2 separate regions of the Cyprinus carpio genome follow, and region 1 is linked to region 2. Evidence: chromatin contacts called from public Hi-C data. All regions are on one chromosome and are shown on one strand. Each heading gives the region's core, a stretch centred on a gene start, on an enhancer-like site or on the middle of the called end of the contact. The rest is flanking DNA. Distances are from core to core; before and after follow the strand shown.

Evidence for each region. A called contact is a pair of places that touch in the nucleus more often than the background predicts.
Region 1: a Hi-C map of liver shows a contact between it and region 2, with 2.4 times the contacts expected there. The contact joins the enhancer-like site here to the promoter of LOC109047026 in region 2. A contact is called at or near these places in 2 of 8 Hi-C or Micro-C datasets (liver and red blood cells).

The regions. Positions count from the first base shown.
Region 1 is chrB13:15,747,543-15,753,490 of ASM1834038v1, forward strand. LOC109100441 reads right to left here. Exons shown (of 17, transcript XM_042736841.1): 6 at 314-499. Among protein-coding and RNA genes, the nearest start is that of LOC109100441, 15 kb to the right of the region's middle. Within about 2 kb of position 3,184, at least 2 of the 8 cell types and tissues checked have an H3K27ac peak or open chromatin away from gene starts, as enhancers often do.
Region 2 is chrB13:15,704,282-15,710,389 of ASM1834038v1, forward strand. LOC109047026 (nuclear factor NF-kappa-B p100 subunit-like) reads left to right here and starts at 4,142. Exons shown (of 34, transcript XM_042736838.1): 1 at 4,142-4,327. It overlaps LOC109051632 (glutamate dehydrogenase, mitochondrial-like), which reads right to left and starts at 4,991. Exons shown (of 13, transcript XM_042736835.1): 1 at 4,418-4,991; 2 at 1,397-1,477; 3 at 1,240-1,295; 4 at 697-760; 5 at 25-119. The coding sequence starts at 4,820.

The DNA of each region.
Region 1 (5,948 bases), core at 1,934-4,433, 42 kb after region 2:
AAAAAATCAAGTTTTTGGGGTTCATACTAGAGGTCAAAAAGTCAATCCCTTCATGCAAAGAAGTTCACATGGTCATTTTCACAAATAAATGACCTAAAAACAGTCAAGAATCATAAATATTTATTATAAAATTTTAACCTATAAAATGTACATTTTTAAAATACAATCCACACTTTATATTTAAAACATGGTATTTATTATTTTTAAATTGAACTTTGCTTCACAAAACTCAAAAAACAAAGAAAGAGGAATGAAATAAAATAAATGCAAATATAATTTCTTAGTATTTATTAATGGTTCAAATGATCCTCACTTCTTGCTCAGGTGACGTGCTACGTCTGACTTCTTAAATCCATCAAGATTGTACAGACGTTTGGCCAGCCGTTTTGCAGCTTGGAGGTCAGCTTTGTTGCCATTGGCCAGAGTTTCAGTGCTGCCCACAGCCAATCGTTCAGCCACCTCTGAATCAGATTCAGACACCGGCCGGGATGGCCTCTCTCTGGAACGGAGGAAAAATAAATGTATGACATCTACATGAAAGGTGACACACATTTACTTTAATATAAGTTATAGCATTACCAAGGAAAAGTAAAAGTGGCATACATTTTATTTGCAACCCAGATATGATATGTAAATATGCTTGGCTTAAAATAAGCAATCATAGACAACTACACAATATAAGCATACTGAACATATTAATACTGACTATTCACTAAAGCAGTCAAATCATGAGGTTAAATTTGTTTAACTTCTCTCTCTCACGTCTGAACCTGTTATTCTTAGCACTAGCAGTGTGATGTAAATAGAGTCTATTTGATCTACCTATACAGATTCTTTTCCAGCAGTTCAACTCAATCCACCATTCACAGAGAAACCAGCGTTTAGTAACTAAAAAAGTTCACCTGACAAACTATTTCAAGTGCATAATAAACCTGTGTATTTGCCCTTTGTACACTATTCAAAAGCACAAAAGCTTCACATAAACATACACACACAAACATAAAGGTCTTCAGCTGATATTCACATGTGAGAGGACAGAAAGAAGTTTAATTTATATTAAAAGTGTTAAATACATTCTATTCAGTCCTGAATCAAAAACTAAAGCGTAAAACTCTAATAACACAAAAGGTCTGAAAAACCAAAACAAGAGAGGCTACCCAAAAAGTGCTTAAAAAAGCATCTACTCTACCTCAGTGACCCAACTCTGCCTTTAAACCACCGCATTCCAAAGTCTGTTAGATGTAGGAGAACCAAAAAAAGTTCATGCCACATGCGGATCACCCCTGTCATCTGTCTTTGGTTTGTTCCGAAGTTCTCAATTCCCAACCTACTCCAACCGGATAGTTCACAAACAAGGCAGGGGAGGAGACTCGAAGAAAGGGGATGAGGGCAGATTGTTTGTTCTTCAAACAATGGACAGAAAGAAACATGGTAGAGAAAACCAGGAAGAAATATAGAGAGCATTTCCGCCACGGCTTCTAGGATGTGGAAGAGAGCTTCTACAAAGATGCACAGTGACTAACAGACACACCTTTGCTGAATCTTTTTGTATGTCAGACATCAGCTGATATATTTAGACACCTGTGTTTGAATAACAATAACATGACACACAAATCATAACTTGTCTGGTGAGGGCACTTAAAGGAGAAAAAATCTAAGACGATGATTGTTACAAATGCCAGCACATATTTCTACATTATATGAATAAATGCTTCTTAGTGGACATGTTCACACCCACTCACTATTATTGGTGAGGTGAATACAGGGAGGTATATGGGCAAACAATCACCTCACATGTGCTGAGGCTTTACAACATTCCAGTGCTTTGTGAAAAACTTTTAACACACCTCTCTTTAACGTTGGATGACAAGATTTACATACCAAAGGAGGAAAAAGACTGCATAATTTAAACATTTTTTGCATGACTTGATAAGCATTAGAGTATCACATACCAAGGATATGATATTAACGTGACATCGAGTTGCACTAGAATTTTAGGTCTTGACTGGTTATGAAAACACATAATGGAAAAATATATGGACTATATGTCCATATATTCATGTAATGGACAATAAATGAGTTGATGTTTTTAAAGAAATTTGTTGAAATGTGTTTCACAATGTGTTGAGGATGGTCTTGCACAATGCGAGATAAATATAATTGTGATATATTTGTAATATTTTAAGCAACAATGAAGTGATAGTACTTATGTTTTGTCAATGCTCTGTCAGATTATGATGCCATGTTACTGTGTTGAATGTTACTATGGTTAAATCCTCAAACTAACATGATTTCTGTTAGCGAGCATCTATTTCAGGGGTGTCAAACTCAGTTCCTGGAGGGCCGGAGCCCTGCATAGTTTTGTTCCAACCCTGCTCCAACACACATACCATGCAGCTTTCAAATAAGCCTGAAAGACTTGATTAGTTGGATCAGGTGTGTTTAATTAGGGTTGAATCTAAACTATGCAGGGCTCCGGCCCTCCAGAAACTGAGTTTGACACCCAGATCTATTTGATACAGTAGCAAAACAAACACACACTTTTTTGTTATGCAGGAGGTTAGAGGACGAAATTAAACGGAGAAAAATTCATACCTTGACAAAGGCTACTTGTTTGGCTGAAATGCTGGAAATAATAAACCATGCTTAAAAGAGTGTACAGTTACAATTTTTCTTCAGCAAGCATCTATTCACCATCAGGTAACTAACTAACTCGTTTTTGTTATTGAAATATTTTTTGAAACTAAACTGACTAAAACATACATGTTTTAATTCCCCTGAACAACAAATTTTAATTGGAGGGATAAAAACCTTGAATACTGTGTTTAATAGTGTGATAAACTGTGAATTGCGGCTTAGGTATTCAACTTGAGATTAGATAACTAATACTAAAACTGAAAAAAGCCCTAAAATAAACACTACACAAACATTTTAATAATGACAATAATAAAATAAATTGTTAATAAAACTAGTGCTAACAAAAATAACAAAAGCACAATAAGTCAAACTTAAAAAGTAAAAATAAAAACAATAATAGTAGCTCAGTGATACTATAATAACACTGATAGAGACAATAAGTTAAAAAGAAGTCTACATTTTTCTACTCACCGGTATATGGCAGGGTGGGGGGCATACATGTAATTATCCTCCAAGGCCCCACCCCCCCAGCAGAGCACATAATGAGCCATCACCTTAGCCCTGCCCCTTCACACCTTACAGAGCCAGCTGACAGGAGCTCGCTTATAAACACAGCATCCAGCCTTCCACATTCTCTAACCTTCCCTGAACCTCCTTTTGTCCAGAACTAGCCTGAGGAGGCTTTAGAAGAAATCTGACCCTCTCCTTCTGCAAGTCCCTTGAACTCTCATTAAAGTCTCTAGTTGCCGTGTTGCTGATTTTTTTATCCTACTCCAAACTTTTACAAGCTCTTCTCGGGCCCATAGCGAAGTCAGAGGCTTGATACAGCTGTTCATCTGTTTTATTTTCTCTCGTTCTTTCTCGTTCCGCTGGCTGTTCCTGCCTTATGCTTGCCTGTTTGTGGATGTGAATGCGTGTTCCTCTCTTGTCAGCTGAGCTATTTTTCGCTGGTGGATATGGTCTGTATTTCCTTTCACAACAGTTTACTCCCCCTTTTCCCCTCTTTCCAACCCTCTCTTCCTCTCTTTGTCTTGCCTTGTTACTTGCGTCCCTCCCATTAAACTCTATCAGTCTCAACATGGTTCTGAATACAAAGTTTGTCTCATTAAAAATGATTAATATGTATAGATCTATAAAAAAAATAAAGGCCAGAATTATGTGTGCTTCTTCAATATCAGTGGCCTTTTAAATAAAATAATGGACTTATACTGTACAGCCCTGCTCTCTAAGTTAATCTGCTCTTACCATGGAGACTGAGCGTGCCTGGCAAAGCTCCAGTTCTATCTGGCCCCATGGCAGGAGAAGGAATGTAGCAGATGAGCCAGGTATCAAAGCAGACAGTGTCGGCTTTCAGACCCTCTTAATAACCACAGTAAAACTCAGATAAAACATCCAGACAATGTTCCTTACTGTAAATCTTATGCCACATTAAAAATTCCAGTCTTAAAGTTACAAAACACTGTAAAACACTGCTGTTGTCACACAACTCTTACCATGTTTTCAAAGGTCAAATGCATATATTTTCTACCATTTGCACTATAAAAAAATATTTAAATCAAGATAAATTGACAATCTGTTTTCCCTCCATTTAAAAAAAATAAGAAATCCAACATAAATCTAAATTTATTTTGCATACAGAAGAAAAAAAAAACAATCTGGTGATAAAGAAATTAATGTAAGATTTATACAGCAAGTCTTATTATCTTTTCATTAATTTTCTTCAAAGTTATTCCAATCATTTTAAATTCAATGTTTTTAAGGAGGTTTCAATTTTTTTTTGAAAAACAAGATAAAAATGCTGATGATATTTGCAAGTGTAGACTCGTATGAGATTATTTTTGTGCCCTTAAAAATGAGTGCAACTTTTCAAGAAATTTATTAAAAAAAAAAAAAAATTTAAACTAAATAAATTTTCATTGAACCTGCAAAAAAAATAGCATGTAAAATGTAATTTTTATATTGTTTGAATTCTTTAGAATAAGGTGATCATTAATTGTGAAAGTGAACATGCATTATGGCAAGGGTTGTCAGCCTTGATAGCCTTGTTGGAGTGAGACTTTCTTGACGTCTGAAAACAACACACACACACACACACACACATATATGATAGTATTATCTTTCAATTGTAACAGCACAATCTAATTAGACCCTACAATAGAAAATAATCATAAGAAATAAGCAAATATCCTTTGAGAACATTGGACATTATACAATATTTTCAGTATAATACTTCTAATTAAACCTCAATACACCTTCACTTTCTTTCGCATTTGATCAATCACACTCCTAAAAGCTTAAGTCATCAGAGTAGTAGCAGCAGATAAATACAGATTTTAAAAAAACTCCTAATTTTATATTACTATAATGAAACAGAGAGCTTCTAACAGACCCACATGCACACTGACGCTTTCATTTCCAGGTCAAGAATATGTCAATCAAAAACTTACAGTAGTAGCTAATGAGAACACATCACTCCTTGCCCCCACGAGAGATTTGTGCCAGAATGGCAAATGAAAACTTTATAAGCATAAATGAAAACTTCAAAAGCGTAAAATATATTTTAGAAGCGTAAATGAAAACTCTGTAAGTGCATTTGTAAGTACATATCAGCTAAAGAAAGAGGAGAAAACAGTTAGCAAAACATGCAGTGTATTAAATGAAACCAAAGATTTTGCCTGCAATTTTTTTTTTTTTTTTTTTTTTTTTTTTTAAGAATTTAAAGACATTTTATACAGTTTCTATTTCTATTTTAATAAGTTTAGTGAAAATACATACATTTTTATTGGCACAAAAATAATCCCATAGACTCAGATCTACACTCTGATTTATTCTGACAGCAGACAGGAAGGAGTAGCAAGAGATTATAGGCCTAAACTCAAATCTGACCCTGAGATTTAGGGTCAGTTACAGCACCGGAAGGATCTTATGCAGTCATGAGAACTTATTTAGTTAGGAACTTCATCCTTATATGACTGCTTGCTACATACAGTTGATCAAAACAATTTCTCTGATTTAAAACTATTCACATTACATTCATCAATGGCATCTGTGAGAGAAAATGTATCTGAAGCTCATTCAAAGCCAAAACAGATAGAAGACAGTGAGCTGGCATCTCAGTACAATCACATTGCTCAGCACTGCTCTCTAGTGGTAAATACTCAACTGTAGATTCTTTTTTTGTAAACAAATCTTCAGAAAGCCCATTAAAACTATTTTCAGTGAACAACTGGTTACTCAAATATGTCAAAATGACCAAATTACATAGAGCTATAGGTACCATCTGTCATCAAAACAGCTGTTTGCATTTTGAG
Region 2 (6,108 bases), core at 2,892-5,391:
ACTTGGTCAGGTTCCTCAACTTACATGATGGCCCATTGTGTTAGCATATGTGTCAGCAATCCAGGACATTTCCCTTTCTCCTGTGCTCATGTCCGGGGCTGGGACGTCAATGCCAGGCCCTGACAAAGGAAACAGAAATGAGTGCGCTACTGATCCGCCCTTCCCATGGCCATGGCTCAGATAGTTAACTTAAATATCTGGACACAATTAATGGCAATCATAAAATACATACTTTACATACAGTACAATGTATTATGTGATAATTGTCACATTGTGGCAACTGTGTCACTGCACAATTTTTTGAGAGAAGCTACAGTACAGTGTGGGAATCCTGCACAGACTCAAAAACACCAATTACATAAGGAAAGTTGGCTCTATTACAAGCTCTTTGCAGACTATTGTAATATGAATACAGCTTATCTAGGGCTACAGGTTAAATAACTTGTAATGTAGAAGTGGTGTCAATAGCAGCCTGATTGTTAATCTTAACTGTGCCGTCTGATGATAAGTTTTACATTACAATTGTTAATGAGTGGTATTGTGCCGCAGTTTGATCTGACATAGAATTCCCATTTCATTCTTGTCTGAATAGTAAAATATGCTAAACTGATGTCATTTGGGTTCAACAAATATTAATTCTGCTGAGCTTTTGCTGAACTCGGGAAAAGATTCAGTTTGTGCCTGCTCATATCTCACCAATGAAGCCCTTTTTAGCTAACTCAATAGTAAACCTTCTTGTGATCTTCTCCAGCTCTGTGTCCTGTGTAAGGAAAACAAAAAATGGTGGGACATCAGTGACTACAATGCGATTAACAATATGAAAGTATACATTAAGAAAGCAACGCTTGAGCATTCGTTGTTCCAGCTGTAGACGGGGAGTCTGTCATCAGAACACTAAACTCAAAATTGCATGCTTAATTCACCAATGATTAATTACAAACAAACAAAGGACAGTCATAGGATTTTACTTTGCATGTCAAGAAATAAACACCATTCAGAATCTGGTTGGTTTCAGAGTTTCTGAACATCTGTCCAATAATAGCAATCTTACTGTTTGTTTTTTTTTCTAGAACAATGTCATAAAATCATCTAAAGAGGATGGACTCTAGAAAATGCAAACACATATCTAGACATTCATTTGCAGGAGCATTTATTATTACAGTCAAAATATCTGAAGTTAATGTCTCTTACCATCTTCCAAAATTATATTTAGTCAAAGAATCTGAAGAAAACACTCACAGAGTAATTCTTTGGGTTAATTTTCACCCCTGCTTTAGCTCCTCCAAAAGGCACATCTGTGGAGAACACAGTTCATGCAAATGATTAAACGTTCACGCTAACAACCACAACCAAACAAATGTACACATACAGTAAGCAAACTCAAGCAAGAACATACCTACAACTGCACATTTGTATGTCATTAGTGACGCAAGGGCTTTCACCTCATCCACTGACACCTCTGTGCTGTAACGGATACCTGGAGAAACAGAAGCAGTGTCCTCATCCATCAGACTGTACGTCTATGCAAATATGTCTGTAGATCACTCAAGTCATTAAACAAGCATCAAAATAAATCACATGCATTATAACCTTTGTTTTATGATGCTAAGACAGGATATTCTCTATCGATTAAAGCTTACAACACTTTGACAAGCTTTTTTATATTACTTGAGTTCTTATATAATTCAAGACATTTAGGGTGTTTTAAAGCTCTTGGGAAAAAAGAATATATAACAGAATGAAAGCTGTCAAGTATTTGTACACTGCAAAGCTGGGCCTTGTTTGTAAGCATTGATGAACCGGGCAATGTGCTGTTAAGAGTAGGAGGTCTGGAAAATTCAAATGCTCTAACAGCCTTGGGAAAAAATATAGGTCTACAGTTCTTAGAGGGGAAATTTTGTGTGGCAGGACAGGCAGTAAACCAACCACCGTGATGACTCACTCTCTCCTAGACAGGGCCCAAACTGGGTGTGGTTAAATTCAGTGTGATTACCCCAAACTAAACATCTGTTTTCAATCGGCCTCAAAAGCGCTTTTTGAACAGCAATGGCAAAGTCTTGAATTCATGGACGATGAGCTAGTAATTCATTTCAAATTACTACTAATCACAAATAATTTTATTACTGCAGATTTAAAAGGATAGTTCATACAAAAATTACCCATTCTCAACAGTTGACGTTAGGCATTCACTTCCATAGTATGGAAAAAGTACTATGGAATCCAATGGCTTGCCACAACTGTTTGGTTACTAACAGTCTCCAAAATATCTTCTTTTGACTGCTCTTGACTGAGTCAGGGTTTTTTATTCTTCTTCTCCATTTCTGTCAACAATGGAGTTTTGGTTCCCTGCCACTGTTGCATTTGGCTTGCTTAGCTGGGACACTATATTGTCGACTTGATTGCACAGATACTATCTGAACTGAACTGAGCTGGACGATGACATCACTGAATCAATGACGAACTGACTTTAACTTGAAAATTGAGTTTTTACTATCATCCTCTTGCATTATGGACACACTATTGTCCCGTTTAAAGCTGCTTTGTATTGTATAAAGTACTATATAAATAAAGGTGACTTGACTTCTGCTCAACAGAAGAAAGAAACTATACAGGTTTGGAACAGCTTGAGGGTGAGTAAACTATAACATTTTGGGGTGAACTATCCCTATAAAAAAGAAGTATTAATAAGTCATTAGCTCTTCTGTATGCATATTGTGGAATTAGCATGTTTACTGCACATATTCAGGAAGTCCAAAGTCTGAATTCTTTTACTTATTATACTGCATGCATGTTTTGCTGAATCTTCACTTATTGCATGTTTAAGCAAATAACAGAATAGGATTGCAGGTCATATTATTCTTTATCTAGTTTCCTTATATCCACATAAAAGGAAATATAATTAAAAAAAAAACAGTATAGCATAAATTACAGCCACAAACTTTTTATTTCTAAAAAAAAAACAAAACAAATAAAAAATAAAGCCAACTGTGAGCTCCTCCCCCATGTAAACTGATTACGAGGTCTCTTTTACATTAGCTTAATAAGAGACTTCCCAGCATACAAGGTGCAAAAACATGTTATCTTGTTATCCGGACAGTTACTAGACCTCAAGGTAAAATCAGTGACTAAGCTAATGTACAAACTTAACAGTTTAAAGTCTAGCCATCAATTCAGTGACTGTCTCACTGAAAGCTCCTCTTAAATCTACTCAATAGAAGATCAAGCAGGGTACAGTATAAAATCTCTTCCAAAACTTTATTGATCAGTTTATCCTAACTCATCTGCAATTTAAACCACTTAAAATGGTGGTTAAAGTAAATGAGATGCAAGTTATTTTATTTGGTCATTCTACAGTTGAAAGTAAAGATCTTAGTTTTAAAAAGGGGGAAATAGTCTGAAAAAACTGACTGGATGGGGCTTCTATCGGAGGAAACTGCAGAGGGGGCTTCCAGCTCCCGCACTGCACAGTCAGTCCTGACGAAGCAAAATCTAATGGCCTGAAAAACAACTGCAGAATAGGTCATGCTTGATAGAAACAGCTCTTACACAAGCACATTCCAGTGGTAATAAAGGAGTTCACAGCTTCCAAAAAGTACACAAATATTTCTGTAAAGGTAAAACTGTAATTTATATGATGGGTGTGGACTAAGATACAAAAAGAAAACAGATCTACCTACTAAAATAAACATATGAACAGGACAGGCAGCATTCCTGCTGAAATAATGATCAAATATAAACCTAAAATGGTGAAGCAATGCAGGATGTGTTTTTAATTATAAGCCTTTCCTCTCTCCTACATATTATACAATATTAAATGCAATGCATATTGTGTATGGAATGTTTAGATGGTTTTATGATGATGGAAAACCCATTTCAAGCTGTAATTTGTAATATGCATATGGATTCTAGCTAGTCTATGATGCTAACATATTGTACCAAAAAAAAAAAAACAGAAACCAACTGGTCTTCAAACCAGCTTAAACTTGTCAAACTATGTGACCATCTCACCTAATGTACACATTAGTCCAGCTAAATAAACGAAACCAGTTTATTCCGATATAACACCTATTTGTTAAACGCTTTATTACCAGCTACAGTACACTGCATATGGATTTTATTATTGTGCAGCTTGAAACGCTTGCACGCAAACAGTCGCGGAGTGTCGCTGCTGCGCAACCGCGACGCACGATATTTTCCAAGTTCATGGCACGCAAGGCCTATTTATCACGCTCTGTCAAAATACGAAGCTAATGCCTGTAAATTAATGTGTTGGACACACGCAGAATCACGCCATCACAATGCAAAACATCTGAAGATGCTTCGACAGGTAAGTGCTATGTGTCTCAGTTTGCATGTTTTCTCTCGAGAGCGGGTCTGCTTCCTTATTAACTCCGGTGTAAATAACGCATGAACTTACCTCCTTTACACGGAGTCCTGTGCTGGCTGTGTTGAGCTCGGTAGCCCTCGATCATCTCCCACTCCCCGTTGTCTCTCTTGATGGGGAACGACACGGACAGGACGTGGTTGCACGGCTTGATGATCTTGAGGATCCCCCGCACTCGGTGCCGCTTCTGCTCGGGCGTTTCTCTCGTCTTGAGATCATGCACGAGTTTGTCCTCCACGATAGAAGCTCCGCGGTCGAAGAAACCCTCGACCATCCTAAAGAAGTTAGGGTCATCGTCTTTCTCTCCCACGGCTTCGCTGTAACGGCGGACTCGCAGGAGTGTCGCGGAAGCAGGCAAAGCGGAGTCGACGCATCCCGAGGCCAGTGCGCTGCTAGCGGCTGCGCGCGAGACGAGCTCCCCCAGATACCTATACATGATTGTGAATTAAAACACTAACTAACAGTATCTACAAAGAGAACAAACTAAGACAGTGTCAAAGGAAAGGGTGGGACGGGTGAATAAACGGACACCAGGGCTCCTCCTTTTTCTTCTGCACTCAATAAAGTGTCAGCTTGAGTGCTGTTTGTGAGTTGTTTAAATCGGCAGGGAGGCGTGCCGTGGCCCGTGGGTCTCCACCTCAAGCTGGGAGGCGCACAAAGAGCAGGAACCCATAAGCAAACACTGCGCTTTGAACTTATGCAAAAAGTATTGAAACAATATGTACAAGTATAAAGTTGCTGCTGACGATGAAATAAATGTGTTGGCTAAACTTAATGCCTGTTTAAAATGTTTTTCATTTTGGGGGGAAATGTTCTTTGAGGTACTGTACTGTAAATGTTATGGTATTTTACTACAGACTAGAACAGAGGGGGATTAAGAAATAGTGTAACATATTTCTTTTTTTTTTTTTTTTTTTTTAGCAAGGAATGCCACCTGAAAAAAGGCTTTCAAAACAGACTGATGCCTTTAAATAACATATCCTACTTTTTGAAAGTATTGTTGTCTAAATGTGCTGTTATAGAGAATTTGCTTTTTGAGCCATGATTCCCCCTGGAATATTCTCTGTGTTTTAGCATTGCTAAGATTTAGGGAGTAAAAAAAAAAAAAAGACCAAGGGAGTAAAATAAGGTTTGTGCTCAGGGACAGACTGGGAGTAAAAAACAGCCCTGGATTTTCTCTTAAATAGGCCCACCACAACTACAAACAGTCACTACTATCTCACAACAGAGGACTGAAATAAATGTATTATTGTATGAAGTAAAATACTTTAAATCTACATAAAATTAGCAGAATGCAAAATGTATATGCTTAATGTTATGTTAAGAGACTTTCAAGTTACAGTCATATTTTGAGCGTGAATTTTTAAGTTGCTATATAAGGACTACAACAGTTTTCCAATACGTCATAACTCTACTTTGGTAATTGTAGTGCTTATCTAGTAACTTGTTAGAAGCCAAACAAACACACAGCAGATTCATTCATACTCAGTGCATATAAACAGTATTTAAATATACAGGAGTTATTTCTGTGATAAAGGGCAGGAGGTTATTCTGTTTTCGCTTATCCAGGATGTGATTTTCTTGCGCAGCGCAGCTGAGGTCATGTGAGGTCAGCAGAGGCCCTGTTGACTGTGATTAGTTAGTGTCAGGGTTATTGGCCTTTTCCAGTCCATGATGGAGTAGCTTCATATCTTCAGTCTCATAAATCAGTTATAGTGTCTGCT